Linked DNA regions of Astyanax mexicanus: region 2 is linked to region 1. A link is a contact called in public Hi-C data. All regions are on one chromosome and are shown on one strand. Each heading gives the region's core, a stretch centred on a gene start, on an enhancer-like site or on the middle of the called end of the contact. The rest is flanking DNA. Distances are from core to core; before and after follow the strand shown. Region 1 overlaps ssbp4 (single stranded DNA binding protein 4). Region 2 holds the start of ssbp4 (single stranded DNA binding protein 4).

Region 1 (3,219 bases), core at 304-2,803:
GTCTTCTATGGCATTGCTCAAAGAACCATTGGAACATTGGGACCTTTGTATTTTTAGGAATGTACTGTTAGGATGGTGTGGGATGAAACAACCCACTTTTAAAGACACATTCCACTCCTTCTACACTTCACAACAAATTTCAAAATGCTCAGTTTAGATGTGGATTTGGTGTAAAAAAAAATCCACATCTTATATTTAATACATAGAACTCTCGAAAAAATTAAGAGACCACTTAAGAGACCATTTTTCTGAATCCGTTTCTCTGGTTTTGCTATTTATAGGTAGATGTTTGAGTAAAATGAACATTGTTGTTTTATTCTATAAACTACGGACAATATTTCTCCCAAATTCCACATAAAAATATTGTAATTTACAGCATTTATTTGCAGAAAATGAGAAATGGCCAAAACAACAAAAAAGACGGAAAGCTTTCAGACTTCAAATAATGCAAAGAAGACAAGTTCAAATTCATAAAGTTTTAAGAGTTCAGAAATCAATATTAAGTGGAATAACCCCGATTTTTAATCACAGTTTTCATGCACCTTGGCATGTTCTCCTCCATCAGTCATACACACTGCTTTTGGATAACTTTCAAGCAGTTCAGCTTGGTTTGAAGGCTTGTGATCATCCATCTTCCTCTTGAATATTTTCTAGAGGATTTTAATTTGGTAAAATCTAAGAAACTAATCATTTTTAAGTGAGCTCTTATTTTTTTCTAGAGCCGTACAACATATAATACAAATAATACCAAGCCAGTCAGACATAAAAATGTGTAAGTCCTTCTTTGTAATATCTGAACAGCTCTGACTGTTTGAGACATGGACTTACACAAGACCTTTCAAGGTGTCCTGTGGGATCTGGCACCAAGACATTAGCACAAGATCCTTTAATAGAAAGTCCAGTTAGTTGGGAGGTGAGGTATTCATAATTGAATGAGCACCAGTGAGCATTCAGAACCTGTACTAGTCACTGGTTCAAAAATTGTCCATCCTAGGAGCACCTTTGTTAGGTACTGACCGCTAAACACCAGGACCAATGATGTTTTGGAGATGCCCAACTGACCTAAAAGACTTGTTCATTATCCTGCATATTCCAGCACATCAATAACGATAAAGAACTGTCTGTTCACACTGTATGCATATTCCACTCTGTTGCAGGCACCACTGTAACCAGATCCTCAAGGTTAATCTCTTCATCTGTCTGTGTTTGTAATGTTATGGCCCATGGGCGGACACAGATTGTATGCATTCTATACCACACCAAAAACTGCTCCACTACTGTCAAAGGACCCTTAAGTGCTTGGACTATAAGGAGCCATTATCAAATCGACTCGTTGTGAGGTCACAGATTTACACCCCTGGCTCCTAATAATGCTGCAGTTTATGAGGGGCGAGTGTTATGTTCTTCCCCCGCCACAAGTCACTCCTGCTGGGTGAAGCAGCTGCTGCAGCCCCTGCCCCGCTCTCCTCCTCCACACTGCTCTGCCACCAGCACTGCGCCTCCTCCACCTCCTCCCTCCAACCCAGGCCCATTATGAGTGAATGGGCGAGGCATATGGCCTTTATGGTGGTGCCTGCTCCTGCTATGTGGCCCTGTAGAGAGGAACAACATGAGTGGGTTTGTCCGTGTGTGTGCGTGTGTGTCTCTGCATGCGTAGCTGAGTGTGTAGGGGAAGTGTGTGTAGGGGGGGGGGGGTGTGTGTGCTAAATGAAGCAATTAATAAAATCATTTTCTACCCAGCTAAGGAGATAACGGCTTGGCACAGAACCACCAGCCCATCCACAGAAGCCCCTCCTGCCTTATGAAAGAACAGCACACACTATTCCTACTGGGACAGCGCAGTAAAGGACAGTAGCAATCGCAGGGGCCAAGCACGCCTGTAAAAGTGCAACGAAGCTCTGAAACCACTAGGAGGCAGTGCAGAACTGCAGACAGGCAGCTGTGGACACAAAGCCACCAACACAACAAAGCACAGCACAACAGCACAATGCATATTTCATTGTTGCCTCTGTGTGTATGCTGAGACAGACCTGCTGCCACTTCTTGGACAAACAATATGACGTGTGGCCGAACTGGCTTTAAAAGAAGCATGTAAAGTGTGAAGCCAAAGTCTGTGTGAAACCAAGGTGTGTTTCAACACTTTGGAGGATGCTATAATGATGCTATAATTCCATGATGTTGCAAAGATCAGAATGTGATCATACCTTATAGTCACTAATCGCCAGAAAACAAAACAAGTCAGCCACTGAGGCCTGCTGAGTTCAGAAGCCAGCTGTGCTTCCAGAGGTCTAACCTTTACGATCCTTTTAACCTTTTAGGTCTTCAAACGAGACCGTCAATTCATTGACCAATCAGGAAATACCATCAAACTCTATGGTACTGAAGCATTGGTATAACACGCTAAAGAAACAACTATGCTTCAAATGGTTCAGTGATGCCATAGAAGGACCATTTTTGGTTTCATAAATACATAATAGAGGTATAAGTTTGAGACAGTGTGTGTGAGTGTTTAGGAATCCGTATAAAGGTCTAAAGAACCTTCAGTTGTTGTAAAGGATCTTTAGTAATTGAAATAGACTCTCAAGCCTCTTTCACGCCATGCACAATAATGCAGAACTTTTGCAGACATTACCTTGAGGAGCGGTTTGTGTGAATGAAATGTCCATGTCATTACCTGAACATTACTGAACATAGACTTTATCCTGCCAGCCTAGTAATACAGATACTCAGTAAAGTCTAAGTAAACTCATTTTTAAATAGTGGAGTGGACTCATGCTTCTGGAAAATCATGAAAAATCTCTAGTTGTACGCTACTTGTGTTCAGACCTGATTCTCCAGACATTTTCTGGAGTTTTTAAGTGAAAACAACATCAATCTCATTAACATTACTACTACAAACATGGTTCTATATGTAACCAATGGTGGCTCTTTGGTGTTACACCATTTTACGAGACATTATGTTTGCGCTTGGATTGTCTGAGCATTTCTTTCTTGACAATTCTTTATTCTAAAAGAAGGATTATGTGAGAATTGGCATTTCTGTAGGGGTCCCCCTACAGTTGTGAAGTGTCATTCACAATCGTAGCCAATCCTAAAGGTAACACTTTTGAACAAGCTGAGAAATAGAGAACATGCGTCTGAAATGAAAGAAGCATGTGCTCTAAGGACGTGATATAAAATGAAAGAATTTTACACAAACATCTTGTGTTCTCGTTAGTG
Region 2 (3,162 bases), core at 658-3,157, 77 kb after region 1:
GCGTTAGAAACTATAAGTTTTCTTAATAACTGGAAAGGGGGTCCTAACTCAAATCAGATTCAGTGCATTTGTTTGAGAACTAAACACAGGTACAGACCAAAGTAACTACCACACTGACTACATGTATACAACACTGTTTCAAAGTTAAAACGCTTTTCCATGAGGTTTAAAAGTCTGCTGTTCCAATTCAGTCGCCTCAACTTCGGGCAACTTTTTTCTGTCTCGTGTTTCTTTACAGCCACGCGTGTAAGTCAGCTCGCTAGGTCTTCACAGGAATGAGCAAAACGCTCGCATTTAACGTTACTCAGACAAATTAAAGCTGAGGCAGACTTGACAGAAAAGAGAAAGAAAAGGTAGAGAACAGAGCTAACAGAAAACCAAAGCGGTGATTAACATGAGCTGCATATCGGTTAGGGAGTCCACAACACGGGCACGTCTTCAGCACAACGAGCCGGCTACCACTTCACTAGCATCCGCCAACATTAGCCTGGAGAGTCGGTTCGGGACGTGGTTCAAAGTTCGGAACGTGTTTTACAGTATTTAACAGTGTTTAACAGTGCTTTGCAGTATTTAACAGGGGTTTACGGTGTTGTATAGTCCTCCACGGTGTTTTGTATTTTTCCACATTGTTTTGCATTGTTTAACAACATTTACCAGTGTTTAGCAGTGTCTTGGTTTGTTTTAACATCGTTTAACAGCATTTAGCAGTGTTTAACAGTATTTTACAGTGAGTTCACCACAGCTAAAGCTGGTTATCGCTGCTGTTGTCAGTAGCTAGTATATTTAGCGTTTAGCCAGCGTTAAGCTTCTCGTCACTTTTGGACAGATGTGACCATATTACTATCCCTACTATTATCCCTCAGTGAACATTATACGAATATATAACGTAACATAAATACAGGAATTTAGGCAATAGCTAATATGGTCACTTCTGTCCTAAGAAAAAGAGACGAGAAGCTAGCTAACTAACAACCCCAACTAATAAACTAGTTACAGCTAACCTAGCGTTATACTACTGATAACAACAGCGATATCATCACAACACTTTATCAATAAGATAAAGGCACTGCTGGGAGGTGAGCTCACTGTAAAACACTGTAGCAGTAGCTAAAACACTGTTAAACACAGTTAAACACTGTAAAAACATCCACTGAACTTTGAACCACGTTTTAAAGCCCGACGAATACGATGAAACTATAGCTGGGTCTTCCAGTCTTCCAACACAGAAACAGCAACAACAGCACACTTTGTTAGTTAACTAGCTGAGCTAGTTTAGCTAACCGCTAACTAGCTAACTACGGTAACTAAGCAACGAACTAACTAGCTAACTATTAGCTTAGCTAGTTAACTAACTAACTTTACAGCTCCGGACCAAAACACACCGAAAACAGCTTTAAGCTACAACACGCCTGTAAGTTCAGCCTTGGAAGAAAGATATCTAGCTACAAGTCACCGGACAGTGTGCACGAAGTCTTCTCTATCTCTAATAAAGTAGTTACAACACCGTAACCAACTGCAGGAAACGAAAACGCCAAAACAACAACAATAACAGCTGATCGCCAGGTGCGAAAAAGTTAAAGAGCCGAGCCGGGGGCAGAGAGAGAGCCTCCCCCGGCGCGCAGAAAGAAGCGTGTTACTGTACCGAGCCCCCTCAAACAATAGTAAAGAAGAGCAGGAGTTGGAAAGTTGGAGCTCCCGCACCATTAAAGTCTTCAAACAGCGCGCAAAATCCACTTACTTTTCTCTCGCTTGACTATCAGAAGGGACGACAGCTCCTTTACCTTTGGCGTACATGCTGGATTCTGTTTTAAGACTTTTACCCACTCAACACCTGTCAAAGAAAGAAAGCAGCCAGGAAAACGTTATATCTCCATAGCTACCCCTTTAGTGTTTTTCCTCCCCCCTCCTCCTCCTCCTCCTCTTCTTCCCTCCCTCCCTCCGTCCCTCCATCCCCCCTCCCTCCCTTCTTTTTTCACATCTCCAACATTGGCCACAAATCAGGCACAGTTTCTATTGGGGGGACTTGAAACAGGCCGCTGGAAGATTTTTTTTCTCTCCCTCTACCGCTGTTCCAGGAATGCGCTCTCCCTCCCCCCGCACTGGAGACGGTGGGGGCCTCTTAAAGGGGAACGCACACTCCTTGTTTACAAGACTGAGGCAATAGTGGGGAACTGATCAGAGAAAAAATATATATTTATACATATATATACAGACCACTTAAAATTATGAGCTTCTTTAATTTAACCAAATTGAAAACCTCTGGAATATAATCAAGAGAAAAATGCATGATCACAAGCCATCAAACCAAGCTGAACTGCTTGAATTTTTGCACCAAGAGTGGCATAAAGTTATCCAAAAGCAGTGTGTAAGACTGGTGGAGGAGAACATGCCAAGATGCATGAATACTGTGATTAAAAATCAGGGTTATTCCACAAAACATTGATTTCTGAACTTTTAAAACCTTTACTAATATAAACTTGTTTTCTTTACATTATTTGACGTCTGAAAGCCCTGCATCTTTTTTATTATTTTAGCCATTTCTCTAAATGACAATATTTTTATTCGGAATTTGGGAGAAATGTTGTCCGTAGTTTATAGAATAAAACAACAATGCTCATTTTACCCAAAGTCAAAGAAACTGATTCAGAAAGTGAAGTGGTCTCTTATTTTTTTCAGAGCTATATATATATATATACACACACCAACCACATTGCCTCAGGTCTTCGTTGTGTGATTTTGCAACTTTGATGGCCGACTCTTTAGGCCTTCGTTTTAAAGTACAGAGTCAGAATCATGAAATTGTAAGACAGATCTGTTTGCTGGTCAACGCCACTTAGCTACAAATAATACTTTGAGCACTATAGCTCATGATGGTGTATTTTCGTAAAAAAAAAAAAAACCTTCCCCTGGCCTACAGTCTCTCAAAAAAGTGAATTTTTGACCTTCTATATACAGATGTGCAAATGAATAAAACCGTGCAGTGGCTCGATGACAAAGTAATGGTAATGCAAGTGCTAGCTTATATGGCAATTTGTAGGACTATGCACATATAAAAGCAGACATCTGCCACCTCTAAAAATATCCCTTTCCGTGGCCGTGTTTCTGTTTACATGTGCAGCCTACGCACTGCTTTTAAAAGGGAAACTCCTTCCGCTTTCCTTA

What was found. Hi-C and Micro-C count contacts between places; a contact is called where the count stands out from the background.
Region 2: a contact with region 1 is called in a Hi-C map of muscle, with 9 times the contacts expected there. The contact joins the promoter of ssbp4 here to the enhancer-like site in region 1. A contact is called at or near these places in 2 of 3 Hi-C or Micro-C datasets (both in muscle).

Annotation. Positions count from the first base shown.
Region 1 is chr16:22,623,793-22,627,011 of AstMex3_surface, forward strand. The region is part of intron 5 of ssbp4 (single stranded DNA binding protein 4); the gene reads right to left. Among protein-coding and RNA genes, the nearest start is that of fkbp8, 20 kb to the left of the region's middle. Within about 2 kb of position 1,554, the one cell type or tissue checked has an H3K27ac peak away from gene starts, as active enhancers do.
Region 2 is chr16:22,700,936-22,704,097 of AstMex3_surface, forward strand. It overlaps ssbp4 (single stranded DNA binding protein 4), which reads right to left and starts at 1,908. Exons shown (of 18, transcript XM_015601289.3): 1 at 1,739-1,908. The coding sequence starts at 1,794.